Regions from separate parts of the Ovis aries genome. Here region 2 is linked to region 1. Evidence: chromatin contacts called from public Hi-C data. All regions are on one chromosome and are shown on one strand. The core of a region is the stretch at or near the end of the contact, and the rest is flanking DNA. Distances in the headings are between cores, read along the strand shown.

The links. Hi-C and Micro-C count contacts between places; a contact is called where the count stands out from the background.
Region 2: a contact with region 1 is called in a Hi-C map of liver, with 4 times the contacts expected there. The contact joins the promoter of APC here to the promoter of SRP19 in region 1. A contact is called at or near these places in 2 of 16 Hi-C or Micro-C datasets (liver and skin fibroblasts).

Annotation. Positions count from the first base shown.
Region 1 is chr7:1,094,597-1,099,815 of ARS-UI_Ramb_v3.0, forward strand. It overlaps SRP19 (signal recognition particle 19), which reads right to left and starts at 2,463. Exons shown (of 4, transcript XM_012180613.4): 1 at 2,341-2,463. The coding sequence starts at 2,381.
Region 2 is chr7:1,234,753-1,239,971 of ARS-UI_Ramb_v3.0, forward strand. APC (APC regulator of WNT signaling pathway) reads right to left here and starts at 2,534. Exons shown (of 15, transcript XM_060418711.1): 1 at 2,252-2,534. The coding sequence starts at 2,416.

The DNA of each region.
Region 1 (5,219 bases), core at 1,213-3,712:
GTAAAATAAAATAAATGCATTCTTTATGGCCATGCAATTCCACTGCAAGGTATATACCTCCCCCCCCCCAAAAAAAAATACAAAACAGAGAATATCAAGAAGCACTATTTATAACAGCCTCAAACTAGAAACAACCCAACCATCTGTCAATAGTAAAATGGACTGTGGTACATTCACACAATGCAATACTACAGAGCAGTAGTTTTCATCAAGGTAATCTTGCACCCTGACACTTATCAGTGCTTGGAGACATTTTTGATCATCACAACTAGGGTTGGGTAGGGCACTGGCTTCCAGTGGGCAGATGCCAAGGAAGCTGCTAAGTGACCCAGACAGCACAGGACAGCACTCACAACCTTGAACTATCTGGCTCAAAATGTCAACAGTGCTGCTGTTGGGAAACCCTACGACAGAGAGATGAGATTTAACAAACTATACTCAAAAGTGCAGGTAAACCTCATAAGCTTAACATTCACTGAAGTAAGACAGACATAAAAGCACATAGTGTGTGATGCCATTTAAATAAAATTAAAAAACAAGCAATAGTAATCTATGGTATTGGAAGGCAGGACAGTGGTCATCCTTTGTTCTGACTATATGTGCAGGGGACACTGACTGGGGGGTGGCGGGGACATAAAGGAACCTTTCTGGGTGCTAGTAACGTTTTTTCTTTTGATTTGGATACTTGGTTAACCATGTGTACTCACTTCATGAAAATTAATCAAGAAAAACACTTAAGATTTATGTATGTTTCTGTATGTAAGCTATCAATAAAGTTAAAAGTAATTCAATCATTCTCCAAATTATCTGAGCGCCTGCTACCAGAGGCTTCTGTCAAAGTGGCTTGATGTTAGGCATTTTTCTGAATTAGTGCTTTGGCATCTTCTCCTTTACGCTGTAGCAGCAAAGCAGACTTTATATATTTAAGCAGCAAAATGGGAGATATTAAATAACACAAAAATAATGTATTGCTTTAGGCCAAGTTCCTTAAATCCATTAGATTACAAGATGTAAATCAGCCTTAAAAAACAGGATATAACATTAATTGTGAAAATAAAATGTTACAACGATCCCTTCACTTGGCTCTAGGCTCTTTCTAAACTTAAGCCACCAGGCCAACTAAGAACTTGGGTTTTTCTATCGAAACAGCACAAGGGAGAAATCATTTCTTTTAAGACTATAAACACCTACTTTAAAAAAGTGTTAATTTTAGAGTAACTTAATCCAAGTCAAAAGGATGATGATGATGATAAGGGGCCTAAAACTGCAAAACTCAGCACATCTGAATTTTCTGCAAGTCTTGTTTAAAATAAAAAACTCCACTACATTCTCGAGACGATATTGTACAGTGCCATAATTTTGGTTTCCTTTATTAAGGAGAAGATTGTCATAACGTTGGTTTAAAAAAAGAAAAAAATGTGCAAACCCTACAACACCCCACCCCCAAACTGTTTCAAACAAAGGCTCATGAAGAATCACTTAAAAAGCAGCCTGGTCGTTGGCTGCTCGTTCTCCTTGGGCCTCAAACAACGCAGCAGAGTAAAAGAAGCCTTTGTGGCCTAACAGGACAACCTGCCCAGGTCCTTGTTGCAAAACATGCTTACCTTACTTATGGGGATTCGCCGCCCCTCCGCGATGGTCTTCTTGTTATTTAAATAAGCAGGATAAATACAAATGAACCTGCCACAGGAAAAGCCCAGCTGGTATCAACAGAGCAATATTTCCCCAAATTCATTCATTCTTTCACCATCATCAAGATTGCCGGTGCACCTATACAATTATTCAGTTCAGTTCACTCGCTCAGTCGTGTCCGACTCTGCGACCCCGTGGACCGCAGCACGCCAGGCTTTCCCGTCTATCAAAACTCCCAGAGCCTGCTCCAACTCACGTCCATCGAGTCGGTGATGCTCCCCTCTATTTAAAAACCGAACTTTAACTTATTACCTTAGATGAAAAAAAATCACTTGCTAGACAAAGCGTTTTTAAAAAAAGAAAAGAAAACAATACCGGAACTGTTTATTTACACACAACAGCCTGTCAAAAGCTTCTGAGGGCGGGCTCTGCTCTCACACGACAACGACAGAAAGAAAAGAGTTGTCACTTAACGACTACTTCCCGTCACCCACGGAGCTCCCAATATCCTCTGTCTCAAGTACAGGTAAAACATCGAGCTACGTAAAGTTGGACTCTAGGGTCCTGCGAACAGCGGCCTCCGGGAGGTACAGACGCCCGAGAACAGGGCCAGGGCCTAACGCCCTCTGAGGAGCCTTCCTTAGGGTTGGGGAAGGAGGCGCAGAGCCGGCGGGCTTGCCCCAAATCGCCTCCTCTTTCCAGACTCACCTGTCCTGGTCGGCCGGGGACCGCGCCGCGGCGCAAGCCATCTTCACCCGGGTCCAGACAGCGTCCACGCCCAGACAGCACCCGGTCCGGGCCTACCGGTAAAAAAGCCGGCCGGAGACCTCTGAGAGGGCCCAGACCACCCCGTTTCCGGCGGAAGTCCCGCCCATCGGAAAGTGCACTCGTCGGGGCTCTCTGGTTCCTGACGTGGCGTTGAAATCCCTTCCTCTCGCGAGAGGGCACACGAACGTGACTAATTCCTTCCTTTCTGAGAGCTTGCAGAAACCAGCCTTTGGAACACTTGCGCAGTCGCTACGATTGGTTTACGCTTTCACGCCCCGCCCCCCCGCCCCCCACCTTTTTTTAAGCTACTTTCCTTTTGCGTGTGGGTGGTGCATGTTTCTCTCACCCTTAGAGTACGGCTCAACACCGCGGGTTATCTGTGAGTTCTGAGCCAGTTGTTAGAGTAGGCAAGGAAATGCCCTGTTTGTTTAATCTTTAACCGCTCCTGGGCCCTGCAGCTTGCTTTCAACTTGGCAAAAGTGGATTTTTATAGTGGTGGAACTAGCAAAATTACTGGCACTGTTTCAGTGTTCCGTGTAAATGTTAGGAATTCGACTATACACTTTCCAGAGTCTCTACCCTAAAATTAAACTCACTGGTAAAGAATCTCCTTGCACATGGCTTGGATGATTGATCCCCTGGAGTAGGAAATAGCAACCCACTCCCCTGGTCGCTTAGACAGTAAAGCATCTGCTTACAATGCAGGAGACCCGGGTTCAATCCCTGGGTCAGGAAGATCCTGTGGAGAAGGAAATGGCAACCCACTCCAATATTCTTGCCTGGAAAATCCCACGGATGGAGAAGCCCGGTAGGCTACAGTCCATGGGGGGTGCAAAGAGTCGGACACGACTGAGCGACTTCACTTTCACTTTCAGTATTCTTCAGATCTTTATCTTGGTGTGGGAGGGTAGACTCTAAGTAAAATTTTTAGTGAAACTGTTTCTCTACAAATCCTTTCAGGCATTTGAACACAAGCAGTACTGCTTTGGTACTCTGAGGGGAAGTGTTACACTAAATCCCGAAGTGGAGGACAAGGGTTCTTCCCACTTGTGTAGGGACAGAGTGCAGCTCTTGGACACCAAGAACTGACAGGATGGCACCCAGTATGGTGCCTCTCGCTTAGGCACCACCAAGCTTCTGGCTGGTGTCTAATGGAGAGCAGTGTTTTGGTAGATCTGGTTGGTTTGTAAAGAGTAAGGTGAGAACATTCAATGAACTGAAGACTCAAGATTGAAAAGACTCAGGATTAAAAGGGCTGTGGAAAAAAAGACAGCTGGGTTTATGCTAGTAAAATTGCTTTATTTCAAAGATTAAAAACAAAACCCAAAGAACACCAGGCAGGAAATAAGTTTTCTATAGGGGAAACAGAACTCAGCCTTATATCTGAACTTTTTAGCCACAGTAAACATTAGAAGAGTTTTGAAGAAAATGAGTTGTGACTAAAGTTGTGACTCAAATTATCCTTTGTGTGAGGGCAAAAGAAAAACAATTTTAAGCAAGCAAGGATTGAGAAAGTATATTCACAATCTAGCTTTTCTGGAAAACAAACAAACACACACTATATAAGGACATATTCCTGCCAAACCAAATTATATTAACATAAAGAAGAAAGTGTTTCTGCTATGCAATAAAGAGGAAACAGTGAACACTTACATGTAATGTAAGTAAATTCAAATACTTTAATAATTTATATAAAGTGATGGTGAAGATAACTGCAATCATTAAAAAGATTCTGAAAATTAAGTGAATACATTATTACTGAACAAAGATTTTATTTTTAAGAACTTAATTTCAACTGAAGTAGTGTACGTCTCTATTTCTAAAACCATTGCCTGTCGCATCACCAGGGTTTTCATAGGACCCTGGCTTCCTGCCATTTTTTCTGTTCTGTCTCTCCTCTTGTGCTCACATCTCTGCTCAAGCCCCCATTCCTGGGTACCCCCAAACCCCGAGTTCTTGCCTCTCTTAAGCACATCTATGTGATTTTCTCTAACCCTCCTCCCACTAAACTCCAGGCTTGGCTTTACAGATTCCAAACCCATCAAGGTCCTCAGCTAAAGAAAAGGACTTTTCAAGAAGCAAGAGTCACCCTTTCTGGAAGGAAGTTGTGGTTTTAAGTAGTAGTCCTCCTTTGGTTGTGTGTAGACTAAGTCATCTGTCAAACACTGGCGCCAGTTTTTGTCAATCTGTGTTTGTAATTTTGTTTCGTACACTTGATGCTTTATCATTTGATGTTCAAAGAAAGTCACAACTGTTGTTCATCTTTTCATTGTTTGATGCCTTTCATCCAGAATTATACTTTGACATAAATGTACCTATACTGCTTTCTTCGCATTTGCCTGTGTGTAGTTGTGCTTTTAGTTTTGTCCAGTCTGGGTCATTTTAGGTGTATCTTTTACTAATGGCATATAGGTAAAGGATGTTTTTTTTACTTGACTCCAACTTTACCGTATGTGCTTAATCCACTCATTATTTGTTATTCCTGTCATTTTATGCTTTTTTGTAGCTAATTCTCCCTCTCCGCTTTTCCCTATTCTTTGATACTCTGTTCAAGTGTTCTTGTATTCAGTTATTTTGACTAATGATTTGGATAGAAAGCTTTCTTTTTAACATTGCTGTTAGCACTAAATAGAAAAGTTGAACTTGTATTTTTCCAAGTTAAAAATAAAATAGTATCTTTTGACACTGCCTACTTAAAAGAGTAGAAATTTAGCATGCTTTTATGTCTTCTTTCCCTCATTTCCCAGTTTGGGGTAGAATAATGTGGAATTTAAATTAAGCATTTCATCTTTTCAGTTCTGAGTTACATGCACATTCAC
Region 2 (5,219 bases), core at 1,284-3,783, 140 kb after region 1:
AGATGTTTGAGATTTTTCTCAGGAAAGGAAAAGATAAAGTTATTTGCTATAAAAGCTTTCATGAAGTAAGATCAAAAAAAAAAAAAAAAACCACCACACAACCGACATTAAAGACCTGGGATAACAGAACACTAATTCGTATGACAACAAACCAAAATCCTCACACAACTGTCTCTTGTATCCTTCAGGGATCAAAAATGAGGCCTGTTCAGAACTGGTCACTAGAAAGAGAAACTGACATAAAGTTAACTATTCTAAGGTATCAATGACAGGCTGGTAAAAAATGATGGCCCTGGGACCCTGCTGACAAGGGGAGGCAAATGAAAAGAGCAGTAGGCTAGCAAATTGAATGAATAGAGACACCAAGATGGGAGGGTTCCCAAAGGGAGGAAGAGGGGAAGAGAGAGAGAAAACAGGTTCCAGAAGTGTGGAAGAGTTGATTGTTTGTGGTCAGACAGGTCTTGACACAATGCCTCAGGCAATGAGCTACTGACTAGGGCTCAGCTAAAAGCACAGAATTGAGAGAGCATCACCTCTAAAAACACGCAGTCCTTGGGTGCAGGAAACAGCCTTCCCTGGTGGCGCTAGTGGTAAAGACCCCACCTGCCAGTGCAGGAGACATGAGAGATGTGGGTCCGATCCCTGCATCAGGAATACCCTGTGGAGGAGGAAATGGCAACCCACTCCAGTACTCTTGCCTGAAGAACTCCCGTGGACAGAGGAGCCGGCTGTCCACAGGGTCGCAAAGGGGCGGACATGACTGAAGCGACTCAGCACAGCACAGCAACAAACAAGTGGATGAATCTGCCCGCACAGGAATCACACATTTAAAATATCTCCTCTCCTTTTAAATTGAACAATTCTATCTCCAAATTTAAGAAATTCATCAAGAGGACAAACGTCTACAATAAAGGTTAAGGCAGATGTGTGTCAGGAGGTAGAAGGAAAAGTTAAATCTGTCAGGCCAATTGTAACCCACCTGTTAAAGATTTTTAGCATGGAATTCCAATAAGGCAACAACAGTTTGTGCTTTAGTAACTCTGGAGAGCACCTAGCATGGCTTCAAAAAAAGGATATCACTCAATTAAATTTTAAAAGGTCCACCCATTGCAATCTCAAGGGACAAGCTATCATTTATATTCATAATCTCATTTTTTACCATTCTGCTGCTCTTGACACTTTATCCAATTACAGGAAAAAAATGGGAAAAATCAGACATGGCAACTTCCTCCACTACTACATCCCCCCTTCAGTTTGCACTTTTTACACCATTAATTCTGACTACTCTTGCCCTAGTAACGAAGAAGAAACGATACTGGGACAACCTAAATTTTGCAGAAAACATCAAGTACAGTAAGGATCGTCAAGTAGTACTAATAACAATTGAGAATCCAAGAAATTTGAGAAGTTTCAAGTTTAAAAAGCGTTTTCTCCATTTTAGTCCTTTCCAAATAAAACAAAGGGCTCGGACAACACAAGATTTTGAAGCTTCAGTGGACAATTTAGGCTAACAGTGAACAAAATAATCACTAAAATCACTTATCCCTTCTTGGGCTATTACATTTCTTACCTTCATAAAGCCTTCTTTTAAAACAGGACCACTTCTCAATTCTTTCCCTGATCTAGCATACATATGTTCCCCCGCCCCCCCCCCCCCAACAAAGTTTAGAGACCAAGTAGTGAGAAAAGGATTAATTTAGATGAAGAATCACTTGCCGTCACTGGCACCATTCCTCAACTTTGCAGGACTTCGATGGTCAAATTCCCCAAACCATCCCAGTCTCCTGGGGGCTGGATTCCCTCAACAAGATGAACAAAATCCACTGGCGTCTGGATAGCAAGCTTTTCTTTGTCAGTCTATAAGCCAGGATAAGCTTTCCATACAGTTAAGAGACTTCTCAAGGAAGCAAGAAGGTCGAAACCAGAAGATGGGGAGGTGACTAAACAGGCAGACGGCCCACCCACCTAACGCAAAGGAGAAACCGCTCGCAAGGGCTGACGCTCCTGCAGGAGCCAGGGAAGGCTGCGGGGGGCGGCCGGCGCCGCGCCCCCCGGCCCCTGGGTGGGGATGGAGGCGTGCAAAGCCAGGGGCCAGCCGGAGGCCTGGAGCGGGGCGCGGAGAGGGGGCGGGACGCGGAGACAAGGGAGCGGCGCGGTCCGGCTGAGCGCCGCCGGGGTCTGAGCCACGGCGGGGCAGAGCCGAGAAAGCTCTGCCCAGAGAAGAGACCCCGAAGCCTGCATCCTCACCCACCTGCCAGACGCTCGCCCCGCGGACAGAAGCACGGGCGCAGCGCGGGCGCTTCCTCTCCTGCCGGACACAGCCCCTGCCGCCGCCGCAGCTCCGGGACCCGACGGCACAGGGCGGCACCGAAGCAGGCGAAGCGGCGAGCGCACTCGAGCAGAGGGGGGTGCACATAGGGGGCGCTGGGGGCCCGGGAAGGCAGCTCCGTGCTTGACCTTCCTCACCGGTGGCCAGCGGCGCTTCCCGGGAACAGCATCCCGCCTCGGCCCGCTGCGCCCGGGCCTTCGCCCTCGGCTCCCCCCGGCAGCGGCCGGGCTTCCGGCGGCCACACCCCGCCCCCGCGCTACTCGGCCGCCGCCATCTTGTCGGAGGCGGGAAGACCGCACTGCGCAGGCGCGCGCCGAGGCTGCCGGCTCCGCGAGCCGCGCCGAGAGGGCACCGTGACGCGCAGGCGCGGGGGCCGCCGGCAAGCCCGGCTCCGGCGGCGCGTTCTGCTCTCTTGCGCGGGTGCTGCCAGACTTAGTGGCCAGTCTCAAAGTGTACTGCAGCCGAGTTAACAGACCTTTCTGCGCACCCCAGAGCCAGTCATTGTGTAAAGAACCTATCTATATGCCAGGTCCCGGGACAGGCGCTGGCGAAAGATTAGTAAAACGCGGCTCCAGCGCTAAAGGTGTTCCTAAGCGAGAGTCGGACACGACTTGGCGACTAAAGCACCACCACCACCACCACCAAGCTAGTGAAAAAGGACGGGAATGAACTAGTGATTTCCACAGTTCTTGTTTTCACCTGCATGCCACCTTCGCTCTCTTGCCCCTTCAATTTTAACTGAAAACACCTCTTCCAGGAAGCCCTCGCTCACACAATTGGGTCAGTTCTTTTCTAACATCTTGCGTTACCTCTTTAAGCTTTATTTCATTCAACATAAATTCAACAAGTAATATTTGAGTTTCCTTTATATTCTAGATATGATTCTAGGTTATAGCGATAAGGAAAATAAACTCATGGGACTTATATTTTAGCGGAGAGTATAAAACAAACAAAAAGCACTTTTAAAAATCAACAAAATAACGTTTGATAGTGATGAGGGATGGGAAGAGAAAAAAACACCAAAAGTTAATGTTGGGTGAGGGGTGGTACTTAGCGATCTCTCTCCAGAGATGACACTTGATCTGAGGCCTGGCTGACCACAGGGGCCAGAAGTCATTCATGAGAATCGTCTGGGCAGAGCGTTCTAGACAGAAGAACAGCAAACGCAGCAAACCTCTCATTCTTGAGGTGGGAATGAGACCAGCACATAAAGGAGAGAAAGGATAGGTGATATGGATACCTGGGGAGGATATGAGGTTGGGGCAGGGAGGACAGGGGCAATTTAGGTAGGGCATTGAGCCCATGATAAGAGTTGGATTTACTTCATGGTGGCCCCTCTATCTTATTGACACTGCCAGAACTACTCCTCAAACCCTTCTAGCTCCTGACTGCCTCACTGCACATGCTGATTCCACTGTCTTGAAGGCACTTGCTCTTGTTCTTTACACATCTAGCTTCTCATCTTTCAGGTTTCAGTTTAAATGTCACCTCAGAAAGGCCATCCTTCCTAAACTAAGTATCCCACCTACCCTTTCATTAGTCTCCATCATTGCACCTGATCATTTCTTTTAGGGCACTGAACATATTTTTCAATTATCTATTCATTGCTTCTTCATTCAGTTCACTAAACTGAACTCCACCAGGGAGGGAAGACGTTTCATTTACTCCATGCCTAGCACCATGCCTGGCATGAGTGATCACTCAATATGTGTTTGCTGTTTTTAGGAATGTCGAGTTTGTCAGCACTTAAGTAGTCAGTGGTATACTACATTGTTTTACACTGGTTTTTAAGAATAAATTCAAGTCATTTCCTGTTTATATGCCCTTTGCTAGATTATAAATAAGAACTTTGGCAAAAGAGAGAGAGAGAGAGGAAGAGAATGAGATGAAAAGGAGGTGACGGGGTAGTGGGCAAGGATTGTATTTTGCATATATATGCAGGACTGGGAGGTGGAAGGCTTCAATTTAGTGAACCACCTATTATGTGTCCTGCATTCAGCTAGATACTTAATTCTCACTACAGCCTTGCTAGGTAGTTATCCTTAGTTTTATACATAGCAAACTTGAGAGAGATTAAGTCACTTGCCTAAGGTCCTACATTAAGAGATGGTGCCAACCATAAAGTTCATGCCCTTCCCTTCTAGAGAAACTGGATTTTGAGATGGGTTTGTTTGGTGATTTGATTCTGTGTTATTAGCAGGCTTTTATTAGTCATTTCAGCCACTGCCATTTAAGAATCCCAATCATACTGCTGTTCTTCTATAGGATCTCAACAAAGGGCCTGATTTGAAATTGCTGTGGCTTTTTTTTTCTTTTGGACTAGGGCAGAGTTCATTTTACCATTTCCTTTTCATGTCTTTTTAAAAATTTGTATTTATTTTTATTAATAATATGTACATGTTTGATCAAAGGAAAAGAGATTCAGAAAAATGGGTACATTTCCTAAATGCTAGCTGCATCCCCTTGGTTAGGCTTGTTACTGTATGACTAACTCTTTCATCTAGGTCCCAAGTAATACTTTAGACATCAAAGACAGTTCTCTGGCTAAGAGTGACACCCTCACCACAACAATCACTTATCCCATTTACTCATCAAAATTATACGCCATCATTTCCCTCCAAACAGGATAGCTGGGGAAAACTACAAGAAAGGATAGGGCCGCTATCCTGTATCCAGGGCCATTCAGTCTTTATATGAAGGCATTCAGTTTTTTAAATTAACTTTTTAAATTAATTTAATTTTTTAATTAACTCATGATAGCATACACTTGTCAATCAAACCCAGTTAGTCCATCGCTAACCAAATAGTAGGTGGGACGTGAGTCTGAATGAACTCTGGGAGTTGTGATGGACAGGGAGGTCTGGTGTGCTGCGATTCATGGGGTCACAAA